2 separate regions of the Mus musculus genome follow, and region 1 is linked to region 2. Evidence: chromatin contacts called from public HiChIP or PLAC-seq data. All regions are on one chromosome and are shown on one strand. The core of a region is the stretch at or near the end of the contact, and the rest is flanking DNA. Distances in the headings are between cores, read along the strand shown.

Region 1 (3,275 bases), core at 377-2,876, 360 kb after region 2:
CCTATATAGCAAGCTTCTCAAAGCATCCCTCTGCTGAACCAAGTACAGTAGCACTTGCCTTCCAGGGTTGTGGCTAATATGAAATGCGGCTACACTTTCATGCAGATAGTACAGACTGAGGGGAGAGCTCTACGCCCACCTTCCCTCCTCCTCTCTTCCCTCCCAGCAGACCCAGGAGCCATGAAATCCAGGCTCTAGCATCTCTGTCCAGAGCTGTGAAGGCCAGTGCCACTGTGGCAAAACAGATGCACCTCTACCCTCAGAGAGTGCACGCAACCCAGCACAGGCACACACACACACACACACACACACACACACACACACACACACACACACACTGTAGATGCTCAGGATCCCAGTCACAGGTAGACACAAAGGAGGTCAACCTGCTTTAAGATCTGTGACAACCCTGAGCAGCAGTGCAGTACCTGGCAAGTCGGGCTCAGGTCACCATATAGATGACTCCCGTTTCTCTGTGAAGAGCACACCCCCACGCCATCTTCTCCCCACCCCCGACTTTTATCCACAGCCTGCAGCATGTGTAGTAGGTGTGTGCAGTGGGTATGTACATGTACCTGCCTGTGTCGACTGAATCAACTCAGTCCTGAAGTGGAGATGGGGCACAGTAGGGCACCTGTGGGGATGGGGTCCCACCCACAGCGCTGTCATGGGCCTTGGATTGAGGGCATCTACCCTTCCAGGGACGTGGGATCCAAGAACAAGTTCAAGTCAGCAAAGGAAAGACATAGAAGTTACATCAGCCTCTTACTAGTGGGTACCTAGAACTTCCCACTGCCTTTTTGTCCCTCTTCCCCCTCCCCCATCCTTGCTCTCTTGGTTGTTATTAGCCGGCTGAGTTCCATCTGCCCCGCCCCCCTTTACAGCCCTGAAACTGAGAATTGGAATCCCCAAGTAATAAGATGGAGAAACTGAAGCCCAGAGCAGTGGGCAACTTGGCCTTGTGCCAGCAAGAGGGAGGTGGGACTGAATGAGGTCACTGCTCCTCAAACCGGAGTTATTCTTATCTTCTTGGTGTCGCGGTGACATTCAAGGCACGCGTTTGAGTCACAGCGTGGGCATCAAAGAGCTTTTAGTGGTGGTGGAGAGGGCCCCTTTCCAGGGTAGGGTCGTGACCTTACCTAAGAGGGGTGACCAAGCAGGACGATTCACCGCTTACCTCACCCCATCCTACTCCGTCATCCTCCCGCCCCTGCATGTACCCCACCCCCACTCTTCCCTCCCAGCAGGCCAGTGTCCCACCTTTGTGCGTCAACCCCAGCACAGCTGAGGCACCTTGGATGATAAGCCTTGAGGGAGGAGGGGAACCAGCCGCCACTGTAGGTCCGGAACTGGGTAGAAGGCGCCCCCTGTCGGCCATGTGAAATCCAGCCGCAGCCTCCGTGTTATCCAGCTAGTTTCCAGCCCTCAGGACTACAGATTTCCCAATCTCTTCTGTTGGAAGGATGGGTAGAAAAATGAAGTTTGTTCCCTCCACACCCTATTCCTGAGCGGGTTTGTTCCCTCCACACCCTATTCCTGAGCGGGTTATCCTGGTTGCTACCTAAGCCTCGTGTCCTGGACTGTCTGAGAGTAAGATACTCATCTTCAAGCCCTGGTATCAACAGGTAGTTCTATTGGTAGGAGCCAACAGCGTCATGGGATAACAGCTTCCTGTTGTGTGCTCTTTTAGAAGGTTGCTGGCTGTTCATCCAGAGCCCACAGCCTAACCCTAACCCTAACCCTAACCCTAACCCTAACCCTAACCCTAACCCCTGGGATTCCACGCACTCCAGCATAGCATCCTGGCTGAGCTAGCTGTTGTGAATCTAAGCTCCAGCTAGACACTCTGCCCAGTGGGTGCCCTCTCTGCCCAGCTGATTAACCCCTGCTCAGCCAGGCCAGGCTATAATAAAAGCATCCACCGCCTGGCTACTGAGGCTCTTCCTAAGGCTTCTAGCCTACCTCATAGGCAGACTGGAAGCCCTGTCACCTGCTCCAGAAATAGGGCAAAGTGCCCTGTGTCCTGGAAGGGCATCTGCAAGAATATTAATACAAAGAAAAGAGCATTTGTGTTGAAGTGCTGAGATCTGGTCTCCCTCTTGTTTCTGTCACTTGGATATTTTTAAAGATTTATATTTATGTATATCATGTTGTATGAGCATTCTGTCTTCATGCATACCAGGAAAGGGCATCAGATTCCATTAGAGATGGTTGTGAGTCACCATGAGGTTGCTAGGATTTGAACTCAGAACCTTTGGAAGAGCAGTCAGTGCTCTTACCCGCTGAGCCATCTCTCCAGCCCCTCTATTGCTCTTAGATGCAAAGTCAATGCTGTCTCTGAAGTGAAATGCGCACTGTGCTTCTGCCAAGCTTCCTCCCACACCTAAGGTCTTCCTACTGCCAGTGACCTTGTGATCTGCTCAAGGTCACCACCTTTAAGGACATGACCCCAGGTCCATGCTTGCTGATGGGGAGGGGGGGATCCTGGAGACATGATGACTTCAGGAAAAAGAGCAGCTTCTCCTGGACAGTAACCACCCAGGGTAGTCGGTTCCGGCCCTGGGCACCATCATTCTAAGCCCTTCCTGTGGCCCTCAATGTCCTCATCTGCAAAATGGAGCAAAAGTGCCCATTCCCAGTCAGAGTTCCATTCTCAGCAGGCATCAGAGCCGCCCATCGACACCGTGCATCCTCTTGCAGTTTGGGGAGCCTTCCTGACTTCGGAGGCTAGTGTCACTAATACCAGCTGGCTTCAAGGGCCACTGTGGCAGGTCACTGAGAAGACCTGCCGTGAGTGAGATCACCTTGGGTACCCTTTGTAAAAACCAGCCAGCAAACTCCTGTCACTGGCCCCAATTTTGCCAAATTATCACACACCTGATTCCTGAGCCACACAGGAGGTTGGAGATCTAGTTCTCCCCCATGAAGGTTTTGGGGAGGACATGTCCTAAATCGGGCCCTCTAAGAATAAGGAGCAAACCTACCAGCCTCCAGGCTACAGTCAAATGGAGGCGGGGAGACCCCCATCTGCAGCCTCAGTGAGCCTAATGATCATCTAGAGCCAAAAGCTGCCAAGCCAGGGGTGGAGGTTGTGGGGGACAAAATTATGACAGGAAGGAACATGAGGCTAGGCACGATGCTCTTCTGTGAAGTCACTGGATGAGACCTCATGTACTAGCCCGCTCACTCCTTATTTGTTTGTTTATCCTACAGTGTTTGTGGAATCACTATTCGGTGTCAGGCTGTTGGAGGGTGGCAGAAAATTAGGCAGATCT
Region 2 (3,531 bases), core at 929-3,428:
TGTCAGTCCCGTGTGAGCAAGGCGACCTCCTTCAGCTCCGAGACTGTGCAGCTCACCTTTCTCACTCTCTAAAAGCTTCTTTCTTTTCCTCTTGTGCCTTCTCTGACCGTTGTCCTCAGCAGAACTGAGTGGAGCACCATTGCCTGTAGGTTCCAAAGGGGCACGGGTCAGCTTCCAAGGCCTGCATCTGGGCCCCGCCCTGAGCCACCCAGCTAAGACTGCTGAGCCTGACTTAGCTCCATCACCTGCACTACCTGCCACTGTCCCAACCCAGAACACACACTGGACAGTGACTGGTGGCATTCTCCATCTAGACTGCTTTACATTCCTACTGCTCTGGGAGCCATCTAGTCAGGGCACAAGGATCAAGAGAGCTGGCTCACTGGTCCGCTCAGGTTTAACCAAGCTTTAACCATGCGTCCTAAAGGAAAATGAGACACCTGGATTTTCTTTTTGACAAAGGATTTTAATCTTCCTAGCCCAGTTTTGCCGGCCTCTATGTTGTGTATCATGGGGTCCACAGAGGCCAGATGTGGGCACTGACTAGATCTCCTAGATCTGGAGGTTTAGACAGTTGTGAGCTACCATGTGGGTTCTAGAACTGAACCTGGTCCTCTAGAAGAGCGGCCAGTGCTCTTGACCATGGAGTCACCTCTCTGCCTTTCCTTCCCCATTAAAACCTTAACTGTAGAAAGCACCAATAAAATTTCAAATAAATACCACATGGGTGTTACCCACACACTGCAGGCACCGGATGGATGGAAAGTATGTGCAAAGGGTCTTGCATGGAGGCATTTCCCAGGGTACTTGCTTAGGTGAACGCAATGAGGGTGGCCACCCACGGATTAATTTCCCTATGACCCGAAGTCTTGGATTTGGCCGGGCTGCCCTTGGTGGGGTGTGTACTGGGTGAGAACAACTCTTCTTACCTTCACAGAGGTCCTGGAACCTGTAAAAAAACAAAAAACAAAAAAGCACATGGAAGTTCAGAGTTCACAGCTCAGGTTTTGAACATAAAACGGGAATCCGGATACTCAGTGCTCACTCTCTCCTCCACAGGGAGGCTAGGGGACAGCCCCACCTAGGGATGCGGTGAGTCAGGAAGGAAGAAGCCTAGGACAAAGGTGCTTTCCATTCCACCAGCTCTGCATAGGACACAGTGGCACACAATACCAAGAGATCCCATGTCTGTCTCGCTTGTTTCTGAAGGCAGACAACTTAACGCTCTGCTATGTTCAGGGGAGGTTTGCCCACTAGGGTTCTCTTTATGCATCAGACCAAATAACCAAAGCTGAGGCTATGAGGGATGTACATAGGGCTGGGATGGGTCGCTGGGGCAGGCAGGTCAGCCCTAGTACCCACACTGAAGCCCCTGGCATGCCTTTGGAGGTCCAGCTATAAAGCACGAGAACTTATGGATGCCATCTACTGGGGAATTCTTTAAGAGCCATTTTTGGTGTGTCCACACATTTGCAGGTGAGCACACGTGCATGTAGAGTCAGAGGTTGATACCAGGTATCTTCCTCAGCCACTCTCCCCTGGGTCTCTCATTTGAACTCAGAATTTATCAATTTGGCTAGTCTAGTTATCTTGCTCTAGGAGTCCCATCTCTGCCTCCCAACCAAGTGAGCTGCCTTGATGCCTGGAACTTCATGGGTGCTGGGATTAGACATGAGACTCCACACCTGCCAGCCACTTCCATTCGTACTGAGGATCTAAACTCTAACCTTCATTCTTTATTCATTGGGTCGAGTCCCTACCTCCTTTCTAAAGGCATTCATAATATTAAAGGATCGAGCTCAGATCAGTTACTGCCATGTGGTTATGAATAAAGTGATAAAAGATAAAGAAAAAGGCAGCGGGGGCTGGAAAGATGGCTCAGAAGTTCCAGAGGACCTGAGTTTGGTTCCTGGTACCCACACTGGATGCCTCACAACTGCCTGTAACTCTAGTTCCAGAGCACCACTTTGTTCGGGCCGCTGCAAGAGCACACATACACAGACACACACTGACACATCTAACAGTAAATACATCTTTAAGAGAAGGAAAGAAACGTGGGAGAGTGCTGGTGTGGCCACAGGATCTCACTTGCTACTTACTTTCTGACTAGTCTGCAGAGTCGCTTCCTGTTGAAAGGCGGGGTGCTTTTTGAGTTGGCTATTTCCAGGAGTCGATCAGCAACAGCCTTATAGTCAAACTACCACAAAGAGACAGGAAACCCAAGCAGTGGTGAGACAGCCTGGCCTGTCTGAGAGTCACCTTCTAGCTGCTGTTGGGAGCAGTCTTCTCCAAACTGGGCTCTCATGCACAGAGAAGAACTGCCTGAGGAGCCTGCTTGTATGCTCATCCTGGGGTCTCAATCTCTATAACTGTCTTTACGTTTTCAAAGCACAATTGTGTACGCATGTGTGGAGTGGCACAGACCTTTAATCCCAGCAGTTGGGGAATAGAGGTAGGTGGATCTTTGTGAGTTCAAGGCCAGCCTGGTTTACATGGCAGTTATTGAGTAGCCAGGGCTACATAAAGGAAAGACCCGGTAACCAACCAACCAACCAACCAACCAACCAACCAACCAACCAACCAAAACTCAAAACTAGAAGCCTGGCATGGTGGTGCACTGGTGTATTCCCAGTACTCGGAGGGGCAGAAGGACCGCTGTGAGCCCCACTCCACCTAGACTATATACAGCAAGATCTGCTTAAAAACAACCCCACCCCCCAAGGCCCCCATAAAGGCTGGTGCTGTTACATGCAGAAGAACAGGCAACAGTGCTTACAAAATGAGGTTCGGGATCTTTCAAAACCCACTTAACTGTTCATTGATTATTTTTGATAGGATCTTTCTGCATAGCCCAGGCGTGTCTGAACTCAGAGACCTGTCAACCTCTGCCTCCCGAATGCTGGGATTGAGTGTGTGTACCACCATGCTTGGCTTCATTTTGTTTTTGTTTTTTTGAAATAGGAGTGTACTAGGTAACCCAGGCTGTTCTTGAACTTGAGACCCTCCTATGTGCTGAGGATCCATGTGAACAACACCACACCAGCCTAAAACCCTTTCAACTGTGTCTCCAACAAGCTCATTCTAAGAATGGTGACATTAATTACAGAAGGGATTATAAAGGACTTTACAATTTAAGCCTTATGGCTTAATGAGCTCTGACTCTAATTCTCTAGCCAAGCCATCCCAGGTCAACCCACATTCTATTAAAAGCAAAAGCTGCTCCCACCTGGAGAGGTGACCCTGAATCTTTCAAGGCTGCACAGATGTCTCTTTCTCTGCTGCCAATGACTCCGTCTCTGAGGCATTCGTCTAGTGCTGCCAAAACACATCCAAAGACAAAGACACAGTCTTGACATTCAAGAATGGATGTGGCTCAGTCCCTCCAGGCTCTGGGTTCAATCCCCATTACCAGGGAGAACACCAGTGACTGCTGCCTGGGGAGATACTTGAAACTGGTCTCCTAAAAATCCTGGTCTTTATTTTATATGCGAAGCTCCAGGTTTTGCCCCTAGGACCAACCCCATACTGAAC

Evidence for each region. HiChIP or PLAC-seq counts read pairs in DNA pulled down with a chosen protein or histone mark.
Region 1: an H3K27ac HiChIP or PLAC-seq map of regulatory T cells shows a contact between it and region 2, with 7 times the contacts expected there. The contact joins two enhancer-like sites. A contact is called at or near these places in 4 of 39 promoter capture datasets (cranial neural crest, embryonic stem cells and liver), 5 of 484 Hi-C or Micro-C datasets (bone marrow-derived macrophages, embryonic fibroblasts, erythroblasts and 2 more), 15 of 115 datasets of contacts at active chromatin or transcription factors (CD8 T cells, the HL-1 cell line, effector CD8 T cells and 9 more) and 3 of 9 other capture datasets (adipose tissue, liver and pancreatic islet).

The regions. Positions count from the first base shown.
Region 1 is chr17:31,691,507-31,694,781 of GRCm38.p6, reverse strand. No RefSeq gene overlaps it. Among named protein-coding and RNA genes, the nearest start is that of Gm30187, 15 kb to the left of the region's middle. Within about 2 kb of position 1,626, at least 93 of the 459 cell types and tissues checked have an H3K27ac peak or open chromatin away from gene starts, as enhancers often do. A contact at or near this core is called in CD8 T cells, effector CD8 T cells, memory CD8 T cells and 1 more, where this site is marked.
Region 2 is chr17:32,052,523-32,056,053 of GRCm38.p6, reverse strand. It overlaps Rrp1b (ribosomal RNA processing 1 homolog B (S. cerevisiae)), which reads right to left. Exons shown (of 16, transcript NM_028244.2): 9 at 3,227-3,315; 10 at 2,100-2,197; 11 at 930-949; 12 at 57-143. Among named protein-coding and RNA genes, the nearest start is that of Rrp1b, 18 kb to the right of the region's middle. Within about 2 kb of position 2,178, at least 55 of the 459 cell types and tissues checked have an H3K27ac peak or open chromatin away from gene starts, as enhancers often do. A contact at or near this core is called in CD8 T cells, effector CD8 T cells, memory CD8 T cells and 1 more, where this site is marked.